Regions from separate parts of the Hordeum vulgare genome. Here region 1 is linked to region 2. Evidence: chromatin contacts called from public Hi-C data. All regions are on one chromosome and are shown on one strand. The core of a region is the stretch at or near the end of the contact, and the rest is flanking DNA. Distances in the headings are between cores, read along the strand shown. Region 1 holds the start of LOC123404523 (E3 ubiquitin ligase PARAQUAT TOLERANCE 3-like). Region 2 holds the start of LOC123403819 (U-box domain-containing protein 26-like).

What was found. A called contact is a pair of places that touch in the nucleus more often than the background predicts.
Region 1: a contact with region 2 is called in a Hi-C map of seedling, with 3 times the contacts expected there. The contact joins the promoter of LOC123404523 here to the promoter of LOC123403819 in region 2. A contact is called at or near these places in 3 of 6 Hi-C or Micro-C datasets (leaf and seedling) and 1 of 1 datasets of contacts at active chromatin or transcription factors (embryo).

The regions. Positions count from the first base shown.
Region 1 is chr6H:439,406,674-439,412,834 of MorexV3_pseudomolecules_assembly, forward strand. LOC123404523 (E3 ubiquitin ligase PARAQUAT TOLERANCE 3-like) reads left to right here and starts at 2,102. Exons shown (of 15, transcript XM_045098450.1): 1 at 2,102-2,746; 2 at 3,462-3,561; 3 at 3,786-3,864; 4 at 4,005-4,168; 5 at 4,263-4,342; 6 at 4,519-4,590; 7 at 4,666-4,822; 8 at 4,914-5,062. The coding sequence starts at 2,581.
Region 2 is chr6H:439,016,737-439,022,554 of MorexV3_pseudomolecules_assembly, forward strand. It overlaps LOC123403819 (U-box domain-containing protein 26-like), which reads right to left and starts at 3,496. Exons shown (of 1, transcript XM_045097736.1): 1 at 1,374-3,496. The coding sequence starts at 2,946. The coding sequence ends at 1,723.

The sequences.
Region 1 (6,161 bases), core at 852-3,351, 390 kb after region 2:
GCGGCTCCGTCGCAGAAGCACGTCTTTCCAGGAGCGCTGGCCCGCACCCCTGAAGCCACCGTCGCCATTGTTGTCACGGCCACGTCCTCCCCATGGCATGCCGTTGCAGCCTAGGTTGGTGACCGAAGCATGTGCGCGGCGTTGCGGCCGAGCTCCACGCTAGCCATCTTCGCCCCCCATGGTCCAGGATGCCGGTGTCACTGCCGGGAACGGGCGGTCGTCGTTGTCGGAGTCGGACGACGGTATACCACTCTGACCAGAGTGGGAGGACCGTGGGGATGGAGTGGTCCAGTCCTCGACCCGGTCCACATGGATGAGCATGGAGTACTCGGCCGTCGCTGGCGGTGGAGCAACGCGCCGGTCAGGAGGTGAGAAACCCTCCATCTCCTCAACCCGACCTGCGCCGCGCGGGAGCACTCCCAAGGTGTGCTTGGTGGGGATGTTGGCGACGTCGCTGGTCCACACCCAGCAAGCAAAGGTCTTGGTGTGGCCACGCTCGAGTGTCCTTCTATCGAGACGATCCACTCTAACCCTCCTGCCGAGGATCTCCTCGGCGCCCTCCACCGACCAGTAGTGCATCGGCACCCCCTCGACGACAATACGGATGTGCAGCAGGAGGGAGTCGAAAGCAGCGTGGTCGTGGTCGTGCCAGGTGGAGATGTTGAAGATGGCACCATCGACCCTGATGGAGCCGCGTCGAACGGCGTTCACTTGAAGCGCCGGCTGGGTGAAGACGACGAAATAGTGCTCCGGGTGGTGGGCGGTGACGCGTAGCGAGTGCACCGGGATGGAGAGCTGCGTCTTGAGCGCCCGTCCGACCGCCATGGGGGACGTTGCATTCACCCCGTCGGCCGCCCGAAGCGTGACGGCGTGGGCGCGGAGGAACGCGACAGCCTGCTCTATTGCCGGCGACGGGACAGTCACCGAGCAGCTGTCCCGGGGGCGTCGAGCATGATCCGCCTGCTGAAGCAATGATGGAGCGGCTGTCGACATGGTCGCGGGTGGCGGTGGGAAACGCAGCCTAGAGTGCAGCGGCTTTTAGGGTGGTGGTGGACCGAGCCTGCTCTTAGCGCTCCTAGCTATTCCTGCGTACTTCGGATGCTGCGGGCCGTTGCGACTAGTGTGTCATGCTCTCTTGCAGGTGAGGCAATGGATCGGGTCTCTACAACCGGCTATCTTGTGGCGAGTGCTGAGGCACCGGAAGCAGCGTCCCCTGAACTTGGTAATGAAGGCGAGGCGCGCTTGGTCTTGGTTAGCAGAGAAAGCGGCGTGCCGGGCCGAGCCGTGCCTCCCAGGGTGCACCTCTTGGACCGTCGGGCGAGCAGCATGGCGCCGTGCTTTCTGGGAGGAGACCTCGGTCTAGGCCCCCCCCTCAGCAGAGACATCTTTCGACGGGGCTACGACGATTGACCTGAGCGTAGCAATTGGTCGCGGCATGGGAAGCTCCGGGAGATCGGGAGAATCGACCGATGCGGACGCGGTGCTGGTAGGAGAAGCCGGCACGTCGAGCAGACCAGCGGGAACGTCCCATTCTCCCCCGGTCCGAGCCCGGGAGCATCCCCCCCGCAGCCAGATCCGCGGCGGGGAAGGCGGATCCGGTGTTGACTCGCGCGTCGTGGTGGCCAGAGCGGCCGACGGACCGCCGGACGAGCGGGAGCGACGACTGTCGACGCGGGAAGGTCTAGCCGTCATCTCGCGCGTCAGGAGGGCGGCTGACGGACCGACGGGCGAGGGGCTGCGCTGCGCTTCTCCACGACGGGCAGGGGAGGAGCCAACGGATCTTGTTGTGGGGTGGCTTGCCATGAAGGCTGTATGGTGGTGGCCGCCGCGGCCGGGGTGACCAACGGCGGCGGTGCGGGGGAGGACCTGGGCTCAGCTCAGCTCATGAGCGGGCAGGCAGGTCTAGTTCTATTGTGAAGAGATTGGGCTGGAAACCTATCTTTTATCATGCCTGCGTTACCAAGTAGAACAAAAAAGAGATATATTCTCAACATGCTATATATCAATTCAAATTAAACTAGTCACAAAACTTCATAGTTTTCCTACGAATACAAAATGTTCAGACTCAAAAGGACATCCCAATACTACTACTGTCACTTTATCTCCCCTTCTGAACCAAATACCTGCTCTCGGCCCTAGAGGGTGAGATCCATCCCCTCCCTCCACGGTTTCCGCTCTCCACCGTCCCGTACCTGTACCCTTCTTTCCCCTCCCAGTCATCCTCTTCCTCTCCCGAGTCCTGACCTACCCAAGCAAGCTCCAATCCGGCCCGATGCGGCTCTAGAACACCTCCTACAGTCTACCGTGTCCTATACCCGCCGCCGCGCCGTAGCTTAGGTCACCGCCGGCGTCTGCCCCCCCTAACCCGTCCGACCCCCCACGCGCGTCGCCGCCATCGCCGTTCCCGGTCTGCCCCGTCGCGTCGCTGCTATATCAACCCCGTCCGCCATCCTGGCGTCTATGAGCTTTTTGGCACCCAGTGATTAGATAAACCTCACTGATCTCCACAAATTTTGGGCGTGCCGCGCAAATTGGGTGTGCTGGTGCACACCCGGCACGCCATCTAGATCCGGCGCTATTATGGCTGTCTACTACAAGTTCAAGAGTGCCAGAGACTATGACTCGATCCCTATCGAGGGGCAATTCATCTCGGTTCTCAACCTCAAGGAGATGATTTTTGAGTCCAAGCACCTTGGCAGAGGCACTGATTTCGACCTCATGATCTCGAATGCCCAGACTGACGAAGGTTGGTTCTTTCTCAGCAAAGAACCCTTGTTTCATTTCTTGTGTGGGCGAATGTATACAAGATGTTAGTGCTAGCTAGATAATACTGGTTCTTTCTCAGAGAAGAACCTTTGCTTGATTTCTTGTGTGGGTGATTGTACACAAGATGTTAGTGCTAGATAATATTTTGATAGGCTCAGGTTGTAATTCTGTTTGGCTGTGTATCGTAAGCCATTTGGCTGTTTGATTCATGCACTCAAGATGTCTGAAAATTGAGGCCTTATCTAGTTGGCATCATTTGTTGTCTGCCTCAATTTTTTCTTATGATTTGAGCTTTCTAAGACATGACGACTTGATCTACTGATTTGGTGCGGAGGATTAACTATAAGCTGGGTTTAGAGATAAAATTACAATACTTAAACAATTTGACATGATCTTTGTTTGCAATGTTTAGCAACTCGAATGTCTTTTGCGATGCTGAGCACATGTACCACGCATTGCATCGAAGACTAGTAAGTGTGTTCTAATGAAGCATCGCGTTGTTTGCTTACCTCACCGAACAATCATTCTGGATTAATGGATTTTACTGCGGGCATTCAGATTGAAATACAGTTGTATCTTAAGAACTTATAATTAGTGGGCAGGATAGGAGTATCTTGATTTTGGGGGGACTTGGGATGGTTTTTGTACAGTCGAAGTATTACTTAAACCATTTCCTGTCATGTTTGCACTTTCAGAGTATGCTGATGAATCTATCATGATACCAAAGAACACGTCAGTGTTGATTCGCCGGATACCAGGACGCCCAAGGATGCCAATCGTTACCGAACCACAAGAGTACTGTTTTGCTCTTTGATTCCGCACTTACTCCACATCATACCTCATAATTCACATTACTGATGCATCAATAGTCAAATACACCTACACACACGACCCATCTGAACAGATTTCTAATTTGTATGTTTTGACTTTGCCTGCTTCATGTCACCGGATACAGTCCATGTCAGGAGTTACTCCTTATCAGCAATCATAGTTTTAAGGTTCACATCCATTTCTTGCAGGGCAATAGCTGCAGAAAATAGGGTAGAAGAAATCATGCCTTCTGGCAGCACTTTTCTTGGTGATTCATCTATGAAATATGTAAGAATAACTTCTAGTCCAGGTTACATTTATCTCACACAGTAGTTGCCACTGCAACAGTGCAACCACAGTTCGATGTTTCAGCTACTACTGTAGTTTATTAATCCAGGGAGCTGATATTTAAGGTATTGAAATCGCAGCATGAAGAATCTGAGTGGGATGATGAGTTCGGCAACTCTTTATATGTTTCTGATTCGGTTCCTTCTCAGCCTGCTAGCCAGGCAATTGACGCTTCTTCTGAAAATCAAATCGACGAAGATAGTAAGATAAAAGCCCTTATTGATACAGCGGCCGTTGACTATAGGTGAGTGATCTACTGGACTGGTCGAATGACTGTTCTATTATCGATCAGAGGAATAATACTAGTTATATACTGGACTGGATGGTCACGTTTTCAGCCAAATTCCTGATGGCTATGGATCCGGAAGAGGTTACGGCAGAGGAATGGGTGGGAGAATGATGGCTGGGCGTGGTTTTGGTAATTCTTTCAAACCCTTTCTATTGCTATGCTTTTGCAAGATTTATGTAGAACTTAGTAGCACTAATCTTCATGAGAGGAGTACTATGGGCACCTATGCAACATGGATACCTGTTAACATCATTATTTGAAACTAGATGTTTATATTAATACTAATGTGCTGTGACATTCTTAAGGGCGTGGGATGGGTCGGCTAGAAAACAGGTCACCTCCTCCTGGCTATATTTGTCATAGATGTAAAGTACCTGGTATGTTGGTCACTTGTCAAATCTTTGTTAATGGAATATTATGTCCTGTTTCACTTGACCAATACTGTTTTGCAGGTCATTTCATTCAACATTGCCCAACAAATGGTGATACTAGATATGACGTCAGAAGGATGAAACCTCCAACTGGCATTCCAAAATCCATGTTAATGGCAACTCCAGATGGCTCATATGCACTGCCAAGTGGGGCTGGTGCTGTTTTGAAGCCAAATGAGTGAGCTTAAGTTGCTTATCTAGTTCCATAATCACTAATTCTGCGTCTACTTGGAAGTAAAGATTAATCATCTTATTTTGTTTTGTGACAGAGCTGCTTTTGAGAGGGAGATAGAGGGCCTACCCACCACCCGCTCTCTCAGTGATCTCCCGCAAGAGTTGCGTTGCCCGTTGTGTAAAGAAGTAATGAAGGATGCCGTTCTAACTAGTAAATGCTGCTTTAAGAGTTTCTGTGATAAATGTAAGTTGTGCTTTTCAGAATCTATTATTTTCACATTGGCTTTAAAAAGGATGAAAAGAGGCAAGGCGACGGGTTCTGATTGTATCCCCATTGAGGTGTGGGGAGGCCTCCCGGACATAGCGTAATATGGCTAACTAAGCTTTTTAACCTCATTTTTCGGGCAAACAAGATGCCAGAAGGATGGAGACGGAGTATATTAGTACCAATCTTCAAGAACAAGGGGATGTTCAAGAGTTGTACTAATTATCGTGGAATTAAGCTGATGAGCCATACAATGAAGCTATGGGAGAGCGCCATTGAGCACTGCTTAAGAAGAATGACAAGCGTGCCAAAAATCAGTTTGGTTTTATGCCTGGGAGATCGACCATGGAAGCCATTTTCTTGGTACGACAACTTATGGAGAGATGCATGGAGCAAAAGAAAGACTTGCATATGGTGTTCATTGACTTGGAGAAGGCCTACGATAAGATACCGCGGAATGTCATGTGGTGGGCCTTGGAGCAACACAAAGTCCTAGCAAAGTACATTACCCTCATCAAATACATGTACGATAATGTTGTGACAAGTGTTCGAACAAGTGATGGGGACACCGATGACTTCCCGATTAAAATAGGACTGAGCTTTGAGCTCTTATCTTTTTGCCTTGGTGATGGATGAGGCCATAAGGGATATACAAGGAGATATCCCCTGGTCTATGCTCTTTGTGGATGATGTGGTGCTAGTCGATGATAGTCAGACGGAGTCAATAGGAAGTTAGAGCTATGGAGACAAACCTTGGAGTCCAAAGATTTTAGACTTGGTAGAACTAAAACCGAGTACATGAGGTGCGGTTTCAGTACTACTAAGGCGTGAAGAGGAGGAGGTTAGCCTTGATGGTCAGGTGGTGCCTTAGAATGACACCTTTTGATATTTGGGGTCAATGCTGCAGAAGGATGGGGACATCGATGAAGATGTGAACCATCAAATCAAAGCCACATGGATGAAGTGGCACCAAGCTTCTGGCATTCTCTGCGACAAAAGAGTGCCACAAAAGCTAAAAGGCAAGTTCTATAGGACGGCGATTCAACCCGCAGTGTTGTATGGCGTTGAGTGTTGGCCG
Region 2 (5,818 bases), core at 2,246-4,745:
GATGGTAAGAGATGAAGCACCACAAAGTGTCAAACAATTTCAAATAGATGATTTCGCCTGTGCTTCATAACCAACAAAATAATCGCATGAGTGCGATTTCACATATTGTGAAATAACTATAGGCTTTTGGACCAACTGAGCTAAAAAAAGATAAACCAGAATCATGCTACAAGATGATGATCCTCAGCCAACGACATATCAAAAGCATATACATCCTCTTACATGAAATAAAAACTAGCAAACATATTTAATCTTGCACTGCAATTACTGGTTGCCTCAAGGAATTGATTGGCAAAATTAAATATTGTGAAATAACAATAGGCTTTAGGACCAACTGAGCTAAAAAGAGATAAACCAGAATCATGCTACAAGATGATGATCCTCAGCCAATGACAGATCAAAATCATATACATCCTCTTACATGAAATAAAAACTAGCAAACTTATTTAATCTTGCACTGCAATTTCTGGTTGTCTCAAGGAATTGATTGGCCAAATTAAATATTTAATGAATAATAAGTCATACACTACCTCCGTCTGGAATTACTTCTCCCTCAAACCGACGTATCTAGAACTGAAATACGTCTAGATGGAGCGAGAAGTAATGCCAGACAAAGCGGTGCCTATTTATTCTTGCATTAAAATAGATTCGTCGAAAGGACAAGAACTGTATGAGATGTTTATCTTGAGGCAGTCAAATCAGGGTATATCTCCTTATAACAAATCTTTCTTGTAAATTCATCAAGAGTGTCAATAGAGCACAAAGATGTCGTGGTGATATTTATACTGCAGTGTCACTAATGCAATCTTAATAAGAGTAATTACACAATGAGCTAAATAAAACCAAGAAGATTAACCTTGTACTGTGACATCAAACCAAGAGAATAGAGGTTTAAATTATTGACTTCACTTGAAAGCCGCAAAAACTATAATAAAATCTATAACTGAACAAAATGTGGTGTTACATGGTAAGAAACAATTTTAAGGGCTAAAATTTTGTATTTTCTACTGTATATTGACCCCAAACTAAAATTGCCAACCATAAAAGCTACTAGCACTTGGCTCCTTAACAGAAGGAAATAATTTACAGACATGAAGTGTTGCTCCCCTTCTGGAGTTGCACCAAGATTCTGTAGGAACATAAATAGTTTACAGTTGATTTCGTACCCTAAGATGAAATACAAAAGAAAAAGAAATAATCTCCATGATTCCAGGTAAAAAAAAATTGCCTTAAGATGTGATTTGCAGTGTCATGACATCACTCTAAAAATTTAAGCGTAGGAATATGTGTAGAATGAAGTTCCAACATTTCTACCTAAAAAACCTCACCTCAGTGCCATCGACATATGGAATTTCAATGGGGGCACTGGGAACTAAAAACCAAATAGTAATGCAGCTCTTTTTTTCTTGTTATCTCAAGCGATCAAAGGATACATGGTACCAAGAAATTACTTTGCATCACAGAGTGGAAGTTGAAGTCTAGAATTAAACAAGGTACATATGTATATGTACACTTTTTAAACATGAATTTCTACTGCAAGTGTCAACCAAATCATACTACCACCGTTACATACAGGCACCCCTGCCCGGCCCTAGCCTCATGAAATTTTCTTTAGGGGAGAAAAATTCTCCGATGATCCTACTACCACCGTTACATACAGGCACCCCCACCCCGCCCTAGTGCCGTGGTGGTTCGGATTCAGAAAGGGGATGAAATGCAGGGTTAGTATGGTCGGAGGAAATCATCCGAGTTGGCCATGGAGTCGGTGGTCGGCCAAGCGGACCGGAGCAGCTTCAGGAGGTGCTGCGCCTTGCGTTTGGCACGCTCCGAGCAGCCGCCCTGCACCATCATGAGCAGCTGACTCATGGCACCAGCTCGGACGGCTTCCAGCTGCAGCACCTCAGACCCGCCCACCACGGCCACCAACGCGCCCGCAGCATGCTCAGCCGCACGCCCTGACATGGCGCGCACTAGCGCGATCACCACCGCGGCGCCACCTCCAGCGCCAGAGACAACCGCCTCGCGGCCACCGTCTGTCCGGGACAGCCGCTCCACCGCTGCCAGCGCGCGCTCCAGCTCGCCAGCGCAGCCACCCTCCGCCACTCGCCGGGCCAGAGCCGATGCGGCACCAGCCGATACAGCGCGCTGCCTGTTCTCCTTGGCCAGGCAGAGAGCAAAGAGGCCTCGGATCCCGACGCGCACGGCACGGGCATTGGCCTTCTCGTCCACCAGCGCGACCAGGCCTTCAATGACTCCATCAGCTGCGCCAAGCACCACCCTGGCCTCAGCCCCCGACACCGCAGCAGCTGCCTCCACGACGGCACCTGCATTAACCTTGGCCTCCAAGGTCGTCCCCTGGCTGCCAAGAACTTTGGCAAGCCTGGTGACCCTGTCTTCCCTGCCCACCACGTCCACAGCTTCCGCCTCCCCCATCCCTACGAGGGCGAGGACCGCCATGGCCTCCGCCTGAGCCTCCTCAGCGCTGCCCCCGAACGCCATTTCCACGAGAGCCGCCCTGGTCTCGTGCGTGGCCATGACGAGCCTGTTCTTGTCAGACTCCCTGGCGAGCGCCCTGAGCTTCTTGAGCACGGGGAGGCCAGGGCCCTGAGCGATGAGGGAGCGGATGAGGTCCGGGTCGGCCGGCTGCTTGGGCGTGGGGATGCGCTCGACGCCGAGGGATCGGTGCGCGACGCACCATTCTTGGATGAGGCGGCGCAGGGTGTGGTTGGGGATGAGCGTGAAGTCGGCGAGCGGCGCGCGGGTGACGGGGCAGGTGGTGTTCCCCGTGGCGACCCATGACTCGATGCTGGCACGGTCGTAGGTCTGCCCGGTCGCCACGGTGACGGGGTCCTGCATGAGCTCCAGCGAGATTGGGCAACGGAAGTACCACGGGACCTGCAGCCCTACAGTGTCCAGCCCCAGCGCCAGCGGCACGCTCCCTGGCATTGGCGAAACTCTACTGCTCCACGCCGGGCGGCCTTGTGATTTGGATCTGGCCTACCTAGCTTGCGATGAAGATGTGATGCGCGTGGGTGTGGGTGGGTTGGTGGTGGGTGGACGGACACGACACGGGGGTTGGGGGTGGGGGCGGGGGGGAAGGAGAGCGAAAAAGCGGACTGGTGGAGAGTGGAGATCGAGGGAGACGAAGAACGCTGTTGCATGGGCCGGGTCGGGCCTCGGGCCACGTCGGGCTCAGACCAGTCGGGCCGGACAGCCCGCCGCACGGCACGGGTGCCTCGCCGGAGCGCCGGAGCACGGCGCGCAGCACTCCGGCCTGCCGTGGGTCTGCTGGAGGAAGATGCCGTTGAGGACCTCGCGGTGGAGGCGGGGGCGCTTGGAGTGGGGTTTGGGTAGCGCAGCGAGACCCAGAGGCGGGCGAGTTGAGGCGACGGAGGAGGATCTGCAGGAGGAGCGCGGAGCCAGCGCACGGGGGGGGTGGAGGTAGGAGAAGCAGTCGGGGCAGTAGATAAAGGACAGAGAAAACGTGATTTCGAATCTGATTTTGACCGGTCAAAGCTGGGTTGCTGGCTGTTGGTTGGCCTCACGTGCGATAGAGAGAGAGAGAGAGACAGAGAGGTTCTCGAGCCCTCCTATTTGCCGGTCGCTGCGGCGGCACGTAGTATTTTTCTCTTTTTTTTTAGAGAAAGCTGCCACTTTATAGGTTAACTATGTTATCATTGAACTCTCGATTGACCAGCAGTACTGGCTGCTATAGTTGAGTTGTGGGCACTCTTTTCTTTTCTCTTTCTGAAAACTAAACACCTCCTCTTTTTTATTTACGGTTAAACTAAACACATTTTTGATTGGGCTAATTATCCGTTTGTCCTTAGTGGTGTCCATGTGCTCATTTTTGTCCTGGGAATCGTGCTTAATTTTGTTCCTAGACTGTGCGCAACTACTATGACGAGGCCAAACGGGCAATTTTGAGTCCATTCCATTTATTGACGTTGGTGGTAGTGGGTCCGAAGCTTATACGTGGGACCGCATGGACGTGGGTCTGGAGCTTACATGTGGGACCGCGCAACAACGTCTTCAAATCAATCCTAGTGTTCTAACCGGGCCACTCGACGCCACTTTGTCCCGTCACCGCCCGGCCTCCTGCTCCACTGCTACCTGCTCCGTCTGCCACCTTCCTACGACGCCACGGGTGGGACGCCCGCCACCTGCTCGACCCGCGGTGTGGCCTCATGGAAAATAATTTCCTACTCCGTATTAAAGTTGTGGCGTTTCTATTCCTTATGCCCAGACACATCTGAGACTGAGAGTTCTGGCTCAGGATTCAGCCTCGAGAGAATGTGTTAAAAGTATACTAATTAACCAAATTTAACTCAAACACTTGCCACCTCCGTCTCGTTATAAGGTTTCTCAAGAATATCTTGTCCAACACGGTGATCAAGATAAAGCTACAGATAAGCATATGTGACCATTGACGTGAAGCTCCACGATATTTCTAGGGAGAATGCATAGCACCACCTATGTTCCTTGCTTATTGACCGGCTAGCACCATCTATTGACCGGCTAACACCACCTATGTTCCTTTTATGCTAACTTTTTTCCATAATATTTACTCTTAAAGCTTCTGTTTGAACAAAAAATTACGCTAGACGATCATAGGTGTATTGTGGTGACCCTTGAAAAGCGCACAACTCATAAGTTGGCCTAGCTATCAAATGTTCAGTGAACAAATTAGATCGAAACAGTAGGCCATGAATTTTTAGAAGTTTGATATAAACCAGGCCAATCAACACAAAGAGAAATCTTTCTATTGCGCGTTTGACCTGTCAGATATACTTTGCTCGGTCGGTTATCACCACACTGTTATCACCAGAAGGCAAACAAATAAAAATGCTTGGTCGGTTCTATCCCAGATGTTCGCCACTCTAAAAGCAAAAAAACAAACAAACCTCACATTATATCCAACAAAAGCAGAGTGGAATGCAAGATGCACCATCGCCAAGTTAAGTAGCATTCAAGACATACCATGCTGACAAGGTGTGCCTGCCAGCTTTCGAGTGCTTGGTTGGAAATAACAAACAAAAAATATTTTCACACAACACAGACCAAGAGCAACCGGACTTTTTTTATTAACTAAGTAAGCAAACAAAGTCTTAAGTTCTCAAATACAAAACAAACTATGATAAAAGTCGCACACACGTGGACGAGAACTGCCACATTCCGTGAAGAGAAACAAATAGACCACAATGCTATTTGAATTCTGGTCAAACCTAACTTTGATCAAGATTTAAAGAAGTCTAAAACATCAAAATGAAAAACTAACCATGGATCCTTCTTAGTCACTCCAAAATGAAGCTGTGGTGAGGTTTTTGAAAATTTCATGTTCCAAACCCCAAACCACTTCTCTTCACTTCATACGTGAAAAACTTTCATTTGAATGTATGTAGACTCTGTTTATCAAATTAAATTGCTAGTATATGACATAAGAAGACTATGTGCGCTGATTTTTCATTTTTTTTGATTTTTTTTAGATTATGCCCATTTGAATTCTGGTCAACCCTAACTTTGACCAACATTTAAATAAGTCTAAAACATGAAAATAAAAAACTAACCCTGGATCCTTCTTAGTCACTCTAAAATGAAGCTGTGGTGAGGTTTTTGAAAATTTCATGTTTCAAACCCCAAACCACTTCTTTTCACTTCATACATCAAAAAAATTCATTTGAATGTATGTAGACCTTGTTTATCAACTTAAATTGCTACTATATGACATAAGAAGACTATGTGCGCTGGTTTTTCATTTTTCTGATTTTTTTTTGAATTTTTTATGCCCATTTGAATTCTGGTCAAACCTAACTTCGAC